Regions from separate parts of the Triticum aestivum genome. Here region 2 is linked to region 1. Evidence: chromatin contacts called from public Hi-C data. All regions are on one chromosome and are shown on one strand. The core of a region is the stretch at or near the end of the contact, and the rest is flanking DNA. Distances in the headings are between cores, read along the strand shown.

Region 1 (5,912 bases), core at 2,259-4,758:
AACATCTGAGGACAAGATACAATAATTGCAGACAGGCACTTCGCTGATGCCTGACGAACCTTCCAGCTTGCATTCTTGTCATCTTTGTATTCAGACGCACTCTCACTGGGAGAAAATATTAAGGATGTTTCAATTACATCAATAGGAAACACTGCTTCTGTATTATAAGAACATAAGTAACATACTCATCGTCTTCCTCATCCTGAACTTCACCGTGAGCATCCTCCTTCATGCTATCGGTGATATTAGGGTCATAGCTTACATATTCCAAAGCAAGATTCAAAATACCCTCATAATATGGGGAAATATCTCTTGGACATCTGAGCATAATACTCTCGAGGGCCTATAAGATGGAGATAACTTAAAGCCACAGAGAAGCAACGGTAACAGCAATCTAAGGTAAAAACTGAACATAAATTCTCACCTGCAGGCTGCATGCACGGAGCTCTTCATCATTTTCTGATGCACTTGTGCAATAGCTTATGAGCAAAGGAACGGCTTCGGCAAGGTGTGGTCCAAACCGGTATCCAACCGAGCAGCTGTAAGTCAAATAATAAATTATATTATAACATGAGTTGCAGTAATCAAATGAATCTAACCAACCGGATCTGTTTTAGTTCCTTCCATCCTAAAATAAGTTTATCCTTGGGTATATTATCCAACCAGATTCATTCTATACAGATGTTTTATCGCTGTTTGAACTAGCCAACTTGAAGTTGAATAGCTCAGTACAAGCTGTTATGAACCTTTTTTTTTGCGGCAGTTAGAAGGTCAAAGCATATACCTTAGAGCACCAATCATCTGGATATTCGTTCGGGTTATTTCAGACTTCTGCCTTCTTTTTTTCAGCAATTGGACAGCCTCCAAAGTTGCCTTGGCTAATAGATCATCTGACAAACATGGAGCAAGCGATGCTGCAACATGAAGCGAGTTATAGTCACCATAAATAACTATGATTGTTCAACCAATTGCAACCATTAACAATCAAAATAACTGTAAAATACATTCAGCCATACCAATGCACGAAACAGTCTTTTTTCTGACACTTGCTTCAGTGGAGCTCAGCTGGGATAAAAGTGCAGTGAGCATATACGCATGATCTTTCGTGATCACGTTGCCAGATCTATCAAACACATCACCTAATATATCAAGACATTCGTATTCAATTTCAGCACTCTTTTCCTGTCAAAAAGAAGAAGAAATGTATCAAGACAATCATAAGTCGTGCCAGTGAGGCACTACAGTCCTGCAGGTGTGCTAACTTCCTAGGAGTAATCAGCAAAGGCTGTGGTGCAGAGGTTCCAGTTAAGAGATAACATACAAAAAGTTAATAGATCATCAAGTGACAACAGACCATGAAAGCACTATTTACATTTTTACTGGAGCTTCGTACTAATAATAACAGGATGTGGACCGGATGTAATTAGAATAGCTTCAACTCATTGATACTACTGAAGTACTTGGCATGCAAGTCAACAAAGCCTAATCATAGATTAAAGTAAAATGCTGGAATAGAAAGAATAGTAGCGGAACTAACCTTTAAAGTCAGAAATGAAGGGATCCAAGAGGTGACAAAAGGTGAAATCTCAATTAATTCTTCGTTGGATCCAATTAACGTCACTGTTCCATTAATAGAATCCAGTAGATATAAATGCTCAACACCATTAATCCCCATGATAATATGCTCAACCCCATCGGAGACACCGTACATTGTCAAAAACTCCCCCCAGCCACTCCTTGACGTGTCCCACTCAATACAATTAAGGCTTTCCACAATATCAATGTGACAGGCAAATATAGAAGGAACATGAATCCTAAAGACAGGAGTCCAGGTATCTGACAAATACGACCATATTCGAATGTCGAAACCATCAACATGGACATACAGGAAATCAGAATAATTCGATCGGCATATCTGTTGAAAACGCCATTCATATGACCCATTTGGAAGAGGGATGACAGATGCAGAACAATCCTCCATTCTGACTTTCACTAAGAATCCATCAATAGAGAGCATATATATAAAGCGGTTAACACACAGCGCAGTCTTACAGAAGGGCCCTTCCCCAAGAGAAATACCAACATCAACGGTGTTTCTATACTCTATCCAAGTACTAGACTCGAGAACACATAACTGAATATGCAGAAGATTAGCCATGGCAATGATAACCACGCGGACTACGCTATCACCATTGAAGAGGTAAAAATCACCACAATGATGGCCATGAATATTCCGGAAAGGTGGGGCTAGTGGAAATGTGCGGAAACTCTTCATAAATGGATTGGAGATGGCGATCGAGTCTTCCAGTTTTAGAAGAACAGAGCCACCACGAATGTCTTGCGCATTTCTAAGACCACCCGAAAATGAAGTCAATAGGTACTTGCCAACATATGCAAACTCAGGGGGCAGTGGCAGCGGTATGAATTCTATATCATCCCCACCATCAAACTCACCAAAAAACCCGACGAACTGGCTAATTTGTTTTTTGCGGAAAGGGTTGAGGAAACCAGGATCTGAGATGATTTTATACCAATCCTTACACACGAGCGAAGCATGCAGAAGGGTTGTTGGATCCTGGATATGGAGCAAGATATCAAACAACAAATACTTGATGCTGAAGGCCTGGTGGGGTTCCTGCGAGGCCTGCCCTGATCGCAGCCGTTTTGGTGACGTCTCTGTCTCAGATATGTCTAGTAGGAACAAGAAATTACAGATGTTACTTCCAGTTTGTGGTTATCACAGCCATACAACAATCAGACAATGCGTACACCAATTCAATTAATACCAAACTACCAACAATCAGACAATGCATACAGCAATCGTGACATCTCTGTCTCAGTCAAACCAACAATCAGACAATGCATACATCTCTGTCTCAGGTATGCTAGAAACAATAAATTGCAAATGCCACTTCCGATTCGTGGTTATCACACCCATACAATAATCAGACAAGGCATACACCAATTCAACTACAGACTACCAGTGAGAAAATTACCAGCGGTGGAGAGGCGCCGCAGGGGAAGCATGCCGCGGCGGTCAGCGGAGGCGGAAACACGGAGGCCTCGCCCCGGGACGGATGGCTCCGGGGCGGCGGAATAACGGGGCCGGGGCGGCGGAATAACGGGGCCGGGGCGCAGCGGAGGAGGCCGTCGTCGTCGGCTGCTCTGCTCGTCGCCGCCGCGGGGGAAGGCCGGGGCCCGCAGGAGGCTGCCGCCGGGATGATGGGGAGGTGAGGGGGAGTGGGTGTGGAAGGGTCGGGAGGTTTCTGGAGACGGTGGGGAAGGGGTTTGCTCCGGGCGTACGAAATTACGCAGGCTTGCTAATTTCGACCAGTTTTTCTTTACATTTTTTTTTTGAGAGCAAGTTTTTTTTTACATTCGGGAGGATCCATGGAACCGAAATATCATCTCACCAGCTCAAAAACAAAAACATCTCACCACGGCGTCCGCCTGGCAGGCCTGGCCCAGATAGTATTTCCGTAGCGGTTCCTCAGGCCCATAGAATTCAGAGAAAAAGAAGAGGGCCCAAGATGTAACGGGACACTGTAAGGCAAAGCCCACCGCGCTGCTGCCTGGATAGGGAGGCTTGAATTGATCGCTAGTCGTGCGTACGAATTTCGTGTTTTTCAGGACACTAGTAACCTGTATGTACTTCCCCTAAAAAAATTAAACATGTACATTAATTGCATGTAAATATTAGGTAGGATATTATTTCCGGATTAATTGTGTGATTGGCGCTAACGTTCATATTTTGTAGATATTAATTGCAGCACTCACCATCAGAGCAGTCCAAATCGTTGGATTGACCTGATTTGATGGTCGAGATTATTTTGATCTGCCCCTTTGAATCTTATTATATTGATATAGAATATAGATACTTCCTCTGTAAACTAATATAAGAGTGTTTAGATCACTATTTTAGTGATCTAAACGCTCTTATATTAGTTTATGGAGGGAGTAGATTTTTTAGTCTAAACACACTTTATTATTACTCAATAATGTTCATGGGGATACATCGAAAATCTGGTGAGTTTAACAGCCACACATGGCGCCCAAAATTCAAACTGAAAGCATGCTTAGCAAGGCTATGTGCCTCAAGATTAGTAGCTCTACCCTCGAGAGATGAAGGTGCAGTCGTTGATGGTTACTATAGTCTCTACAATCTCCTTAACAATGCTTGCATACGTACCTCCAATATGCTTGTTGATGTCCATGACTACACTTTGGCAATTGGAGGCGATAACTACATGTGATAATGCTAGATCCGAAGCTAGAGCAAGCGCTTCACGACATGCTACAGCTTCTAGCGTTGGTGGGTCTATTATACCATGTACTCTGGTAACTGATGAACCCAAATAAAGCCCCGATGAGTCCCTACATACCGCACTAAATGAGCCTTCGTTTTGGTTTCTTGCCACTGCACCATCCACCCTTATCTTTACAGATCCGAGCGGTAGTGGAATCCATCATGAAGAGGCTTGTCATTGGTTTTACCACTGTTACTGCTGGAGAGTTCTTAGGCTTGCACTCTTCCAGATCCTGAATGTACCTTGGAATGAAATTATGCGTGGATAGTGGACTTTGGAAGATATTTTCATGCAACGCTTGTCTCCTTGAGTACCAGAGTGCCCGAAGAGTCACTGCAACCTGAATAAAATAAGTCATGGAGAGCATATCTATCAAAGCAAACAGCCATCTTTTGGCATCAGGTTCCCTTGTGTTGTTTAAGGCTTCGACAAGATCAGCCTCCTAGAACGCCTAGGTGCATCGTGCAACAGTACAATGGAGCAATGAATGTTGTCACGAATCCTCAGAACCACACAACCCACACCTAGTGCTAGTGGACATGTTACGATCGTGATGTACATCGGCTTTGGGGATTGACTGCTGCGCAAGCCTCCATAAGAAGATCTTAACTTTTGATGGCACCTCGACCTTCCAAAGTTTATCCCAAAGCTTGGACTCTCTTTCATTGTTTGAATTAGCTGGCCGACCTTCAAGCCATGCTTCTCTCCGTATTTTTGTCTCAACGAGCATGCGATAGGCAGACCTTACAGAGAAGACACCGTTCTTTTCATGCACCCACGATCAAAAGTCATCAGTATGCCTCGTACATAGAGGTATTGACATGATGGCCTCCGCATTAGTTGGTATAAAAACCTAAGCAATTGTGTCTCTATCCCATTCTGCACCCGGCCAGATCAACTCACCAACCAATTGGGGCGGGTTAGCTATTCTGCACACTATTGGTCTCATGTTTGATGGTCTAGGAATCCAATTGTGGTCCCGGATATTCATCGATTGACCATCCCCAATGCGACGAATCAGCCTTGTTTTAGCACATCTCGCCCCTCGAGTAGCGACCACCGTATCTGAGATGGGGCCGAACCAAGATCAGCTTGCAAGAAATCTGCATTTTGGTGGTATTTTGCCTTCAGTACCTGCGAACTTAGAGCCTCTAGATCCATCAAAATTATGTAAGCTTGTCTAGCTAGCAGGGCTAGATTGAAGAACTCAATGTCACGAAATCCTAGACCTCCACAATTTTCGGTCTAGTCATCGCATTCCAAGATACCCAGCTTGGCTTTCTTTGTCCTTCTTTACTCCCCCACCAAAACTTTCTAATCAAAGAATTTAAATGCGCCGCGGGCTGCGGCAGACAACCAATCCTTTTCGCACAGGGCGCCTGACTGGGTCGGCCCAATGGCGATGCGAGTGGGCGCGCGTGAGCGGGAGATCAAGCACCTGACCCAGCGAACCGGTCCCAACGCACATAACTGTAGTGAATCAGATCCAGCAAAAACTATGGGGAAAACGAAGCCCGGTGCACTGTAGCAACCCGTCAATGTAGCCTACTATACTGTATTGTACCATGTTATTGATGTAGGGAGGAAAAAAATAAAGAACAATTA
Region 2 (5,912 bases), core at 2,222-4,721, 320 kb before region 1:
GCTAGCAGCTGACCAGGGGCGTGCCATCTTTGGATCATCTCTGCAAGTTCTTTGCTGACACCAGTATGATTAAATACATTGGCCTTGTTCTCGAATCTCCTGAACTCTTGTAGCCAAATGACCTGATCAAGATATGAAAAGTAAATAATAATAATTATTCAAACTCTAAATCATGAGAGGAGGCCAATTCAGTAGTTATGTCTAAGAAGATATAGCCTTATCCAAGTCCTGGTTTTCGTGCAGCGTACGTAAATGAAAATAACTTCATGAGCTAAGATAATGTCTTTCAAAATGCATGGACACTAGTGGTCTATTTTGGTAGTCTCAGGGCTAAACCATATTATATCTAGCTAGCAGTTACTACTAGCTAAAAATTGATGCACAGCAATACACTCCTTACGTTCCAACCTGTACCAGGTGATTATTCATAAATCGCTTTGCTCACACAATGTTGAACTTTCAGGGAAAAAAAGGTTTTTTTTTGGCATGCCTGCAACAGCGTCAACTATATGCTCTGCCAACAGAATACAAAGAAAAAAAACAACTAATGACCTCAATATACAAAAGTACAGAGTACAAAAAAATGGGAAAATGATAATTATTTTGATGCAAAGGAAAGAAATGTGTACAGACTTTGTGCGGCATGTAGTCCTTGACAAAGTTGGCCCAGATTTTCTGCAGGAAAATCCAGAAGGTTAGGTGAATGACAAGGCAAGATCAGCTGGCAAGCAAGTATGCGGCGGCCTCGTACCCGGCAGGCGTCCTAGTTGAGGAGTGCGCCGGATTGGTAGGTGGCCCATACCCGACAGGCATCCTGATTGGGACCTCGGGTCTTAGATGTTTAGTTTTGGCTGCGAGGTCTGTTTAGTATTAGGCCCAGACTATCAGCATCCCTTCATCAACTGGATAGGAGTAGCGACAGATGTTGCCAGACGGGGGCTTTAGTCTTACTGTTATATGACTTTGTAAGGTCTTGTGTGAATAGTTAATAAAGTGACTGCATGCATCGTCCAGATGCAGAGGTCGGGGATCTTCCTCCTTTTCTAAAAAAAGCCGGCAAGCAAGTAAATGAGCAGAAGGAAGAACATACTACCTCCTCGGCTTTTTGCTAGTAGAGTTGGACACCATCATACACGAATACGGCGAAGCCAGAGGGTGTCTCAAACAGCAGTAAGATGGCCCCACTGTGACCCAACTTGTCAACTGCACGCAAGTGAAGCAAGCAAACTCAGGCAGTGAGGGAAGGTTACCAGGGAAAAACTAATAACCGCCCGTTCATTCAGATATATAATCGGGCGTGGAGTCGATCAGTTAGGTCAGAGGCTCACTGATACGGGCGATCTTCGACTTGGGAGGAGGAGAGGGATGCCCTTACGCTTCCTGCCTTTCTGCCCCATTGACGTCGATCGTGGTGGACGTCGGGATCCACAGATTGCCAGAGATTTGCGGCGGCCGGGGTCGATTATTTCTAGAGGGTGGCTGTGTCGTGCACTTCACTCGAGCTTCATGTAAATCTGGGAATAGTAATTTTTTTCGAATCTTAGTTTTTGGTCTCTTTGGTTTTTGATTTGGTCTATGTATATGAAGGTCTGGTCTCTATATTGGATTGAGAGATGGAAAGCCAGTTTGGTTCGGTTTGGGTTTGGGTTGTGCCCAAGAACTGACCAGGTAGGTTTGAGTTGGGATAGGATTTCTCGGTCCAAAACGAGTGCAAAGTACTTATATGGTATGAGGCCGAAAATCGATAGATTAGTCTGAGCCGCCGCTGCCCAGACGTGCTAGGGTTAGGGGCCATCGTGCCGCGGTAGTGGCCTTCCCCTTCCTCTTCCAACCAGGCTCACACCCCTTTCCATTAACTTTGCAATTAACGGAAATATATCAGTCTGTTTGAGTACTGTCAAAAATATCATCCACTAGGCAAGCCAAAGCTAAATGAGACAGACTAGAAGCAAAAAGGAGACTGAAAGGGGGGGAGCGAGTTGACGCATCGCCAGAAAAACCACTGTTAACGACCCTAAAACGGATCACCCACCATGGGGCGAAAATATGACAACACTAAACCACTGCCCAACAACATCCCGGGGGAAGACTATAGGAAACTGGAACAACCAGAGAAGACCATAAGAACAACGGACTCCAGCGGGCATCAAACCCCAGTGGCCTTCCCCTTCCTCTTAACCACTAGAGATTATCATTGGTTCCTTCTGGCTTCTGCTGTAGCTGTTCTTCCCCCAATCCCTTTTCAGTTTTCTCTTTCACCCTCCCGCCCGCGGGAGTGGCCATCTTTGGCGCCGACGACGAAGACCAACATCCCGAGCCTCTCTGTGCATGAACGTGGCAGTATGTCCACATGTGCAACATGAACAACTGAACAGGGCCCCCAGCATCGGAGGGCCCCCAATTTTTTTGTTAATCAAGGTATTAATTGAAGCATTAATGCTAGAGTAAATAACTGTTGGAAGTACTTTACGCCAAGTAACCCTATGTATCTATCTCCAATCACAATCCATCAATCTAGTATGTGACGTCGTTAGGTCTTTTGAACTTGTGCTTCCAGCTGGTGTAATTTCTTATGAAAAATTACAGTGTTGACAAAAAAAATGATTGTAGAGCCTAATTTTGATTTGCACAGGGTCTCTCATTTCCCTGGTATGGCCCTGTTTATAACGACTGCCAGAGTGCGCAATATGCAACCCTGTAGCAACCAGCAGCTACGCAGGCACCTACGCATGACTTTGTCTACGGTTTGAATCTGTGTGTTCGATCCAACGGCGACGGGCACGTGGGGGGGGGGGGGGGGGGGGGGGGGGGGGTTGGGGGGTACGGCGAGCGAGAGTTGTGGGAGACACCGCCAAGTTGCAAACGCCGGTCGCCGGTGCTGGAGCCGATGTTGTGGGGGACGCCGGGGACGACATGGGTCGTGTTGCAACAAGGTTTACAACATGGGTTGTGTTGTCATGAGAGATGGACGGAGAAGAGAGGCGAACGGCTGATGACCCGATCAATCTTTACCAAAGATGAGCCAGCAAAACACGTAGTACGAGCCTCAACAGCGTCCGATTATGGATCATGCATAAATCGGCCACCAGTCGCCGTGCACAAAATAGTTTCGTTTTCCCAAAACCTCGTGCTGATTACACACGCGTGTATGGCATCGTCTGAGTGCGTGTTTTCTCGGTAGTGGACAAACAGGGAGAAAATACTGCTCAGCTCTACCGAAAATATCATCAAACCCGATGAGAAGCATGAACTGAGATTGTAGAGACGTCCCGCCACGCAAATCATCCGAGGCGGGTTCATCCGGTAATCGCTAGCTAGCTGGCGCCACGTCAGCGTCGGAATTGCCTGGCCTGCATGGATGCGTGTCCCCATCCGGCCAGTCCAACAACTCAAACTCCATTCGGCCGGTGGAGCTGGCTGCTTGGCAGACTTGCCGTCGCGCAGGAAGGAGCCGTCCGTCCACGTCGAACCGCGGCAGCCAGTGAGATCTTGACAAGTCAGCGTCGACGGCAACCTCCGTCCCGGAGCCAGCCACCTGGTGGCAGTTCCGTAGCCGACTTCTACGTGTGGCCCGGCGGCGCTGTGCGTCCACGCGGGCCGGGGGGCACGTCGACGGCCGGCTTCACGCGGTGGCTCCCCACAAATCCATCGGATCTTCCTCGCCACCAAACTGGCTGTGTTTTGCACTGCCCACGCGCACATGACGTGCGTCCACGCACGATGCAGTATACGTACGGGGGTGAGGTATCTTGGTGAGACGTACTTTGAACCGAGTGTCATGTACTTCCTCTATAGCATATTCAACTTGTTCCATTCCATGAATAAATGCAAACCATATAAGCATCACTTCTTGATTCTACTCCAGATCAGACCATTCGATAGAAAATAAGAAGTTAGAGCAACTCCAACGGGAAGACCCAGACGGACGCGGATTTTATCCGCTTTTTGTCCGTTTGGGTCGGCCAAACGGACATCCGTGTCCGCTTTTATATTTGGGTCAGCTGACCCATTTTGGACATGTACGTCCCGACATTTCAACAAACACCTGATGGGCGCCGCGCTCGCCGTGCTCGTCGCCATGCCCGTCGCCCCGCCCGCATCCTGCCTTGCCCGTATCCGCCGCCCGCGCGCCCCGCGCTGACCTGCTACCACGCCGCGCCTGCGCCTGCGTCCTGCTGCGCGCCCGCGTCCTACCTCATCCGCGTCCAACCACCTGCACGCCCGCTTCCGTGTCCTGCCGCGCCTGTCGCCGTGCCCGCGAGCTCGCCGTACCCGCGGTTTGGATGTGCGCGCGGGGGGGGGGGGGGGGGGGGGTCCCGGAGCTGCACCATGGCCACCACGCGGCGCGAGTGCGGCGGTGCATGGCGAGCGGGGCTACCGGGGTGCGTGCGGGGCGGGGGGCGCGTGCGGCGGCGGCGCATGGGCGAGCAGCGGCGCGGGGCGCGTGCGGCGGCGGGGGCGCGTGCGACGGCGGCGCAGGACGAGCGCGGTGGCGGGGGGCGCGTGCGGCGGCGGCGCAGGGCGAGCGCGGTGGCGCGCGGCGCGTGCAGCGGCGGTGCAGGGCGAGCACATGCGGCGGCGGGGCAGGGCAAGGCCTGGGCAGAGTAGCTCCAGCAGGGGACGGGGGACGGGCGCCAGCGAGGAGTAGCTGCGGACGCCTGCGAGGAGTAGTTCCGGGCGCCGGCGAGGAGCACAGTGTGGGACGAGATTGGTGCGTGGGTGGTGGGCCAGTACAGAAAAAAGGAGGACAGAGAAGTGAGCCTGTGACAGGTAGGCCATACCTCGCATGCAGCGGACGGAGCGGACGAGGAGCACGCACAAAGCGTCCACTTTGTGTCCGCCGCGGATCCAAATGCAACCCAAATTTGAGACCGAAATGGGTCCGCGCGGACACAAAGCGGACGCAAAATGGAAATGGGTCCGCACGTTGGGCAGTCGTTTTTGTCCGCACGAACCCTAACGGACATGAGCGGACGAAACATTGGAGTTGCTCTTACTATATATACTTAGATTGTCAAAAAGAATATATGTCTTACTCTAAACGATGTTTTGTCATGACACTAAATTTGGTTTTTGTTTAAGTGATTAAGTTTTTGGTTTATTAGTGTCTGCTTGCATACTCTTGTATTTTCTAAGCCAATATGGCACAACTTTGGCACCGAGCGAAAGCTCTGCGCTTTGACGCTGACGACGACGACGCTTGCGGACGCCACTTTCTTTTTGAAGACGTCGTCGTGGTGGTCCTCTTCGTGCCAGGGTTTCGGATGAAGACCCTTGTCCCTTCTGGACTCGGCAGCGGCGACGCTTTGGGCCGTTTTCCCTCCTGGGGGCGTAGTCATGAAGCTTAGGTGTTTAGACCGTGTACTTGGTTCGGTGATTGCTTTATATATAAAGGGGGTGAAAGCTTGTTCCGAGAAATATGTCACATCTTTGGCTGATGGGCGTCAGCTCACAATGAAAGTACACTAGGTGCCTCCGCCATGGTTTCGTTGACAAGCTCCATAATTTTTTCCCGAATGTGCAAAGATTGAGTATCACTACATTGATAGGAAAGTAAGGGTGTGTTTGTTTCAGGTCATGGGGTGGAATGTAACGGGTCCATTACGTTCCTAGGCCTGATTCCTGTGTTCGGTAGCAGCGAAGAATTGGAACCTATCCATTCCCTCAAACGGAATATTCGCGTGAGATGCGGAACACACTCGTACCTCCGATTTGGAGGAACCACGCGGAACGCCTCGCATCTCCTGCCTCCCCCACGACTCCCTCGTCTCCGAACCCAATCCCAGCGCCACCACTCCCTGTCGTTCTGCGCCCTTTCTTATCCCCTTCTCCGGCGCCGCGTCTCCTCGTCTCTCACTCTCCGGCAACGCCTCTCTCTATCGCCTACCAGAGCTCCGCCGGCCTCCGGCCTC

Evidence for each region. A called contact is a pair of places that touch in the nucleus more often than the background predicts.
Region 2: a Hi-C map of leaf shows a contact between it and region 1, with 4 times the contacts expected there. The contact joins two enhancer-like sites. A contact is called at or near these places in 3 of 5 Hi-C or Micro-C datasets (leaf and an unstated tissue) and 1 of 1 datasets of contacts at active chromatin or transcription factors (leaf).

What each region holds. Positions count from the first base shown.
Region 1 is chr5A:600,721,682-600,727,593 of IWGSC CS RefSeq v2.1, reverse strand. It overlaps the pseudogene LOC123105198. Among protein-coding and RNA genes, the nearest start is that of LOC123105196, 17 kb to the right of the region's middle. Within about 2 kb of position 3,508, at least 8 of the 8 cell types and tissues checked have an H3K27ac peak or open chromatin away from gene starts, as enhancers often do. A contact at or near this core is called in leaf, where this site is marked.
Region 2 is chr5A:601,039,145-601,045,056 of IWGSC CS RefSeq v2.1, reverse strand. No RefSeq gene overlaps it. Among protein-coding and RNA genes, the nearest start is that of LOC123105199, 4.7 kb to the right of the region's middle. Within about 2 kb of position 3,471, at least 1 of the 8 cell types and tissues checked has an H3K27ac peak or open chromatin away from gene starts, as enhancers often do. A contact at or near this core is called in leaf, where this site is marked.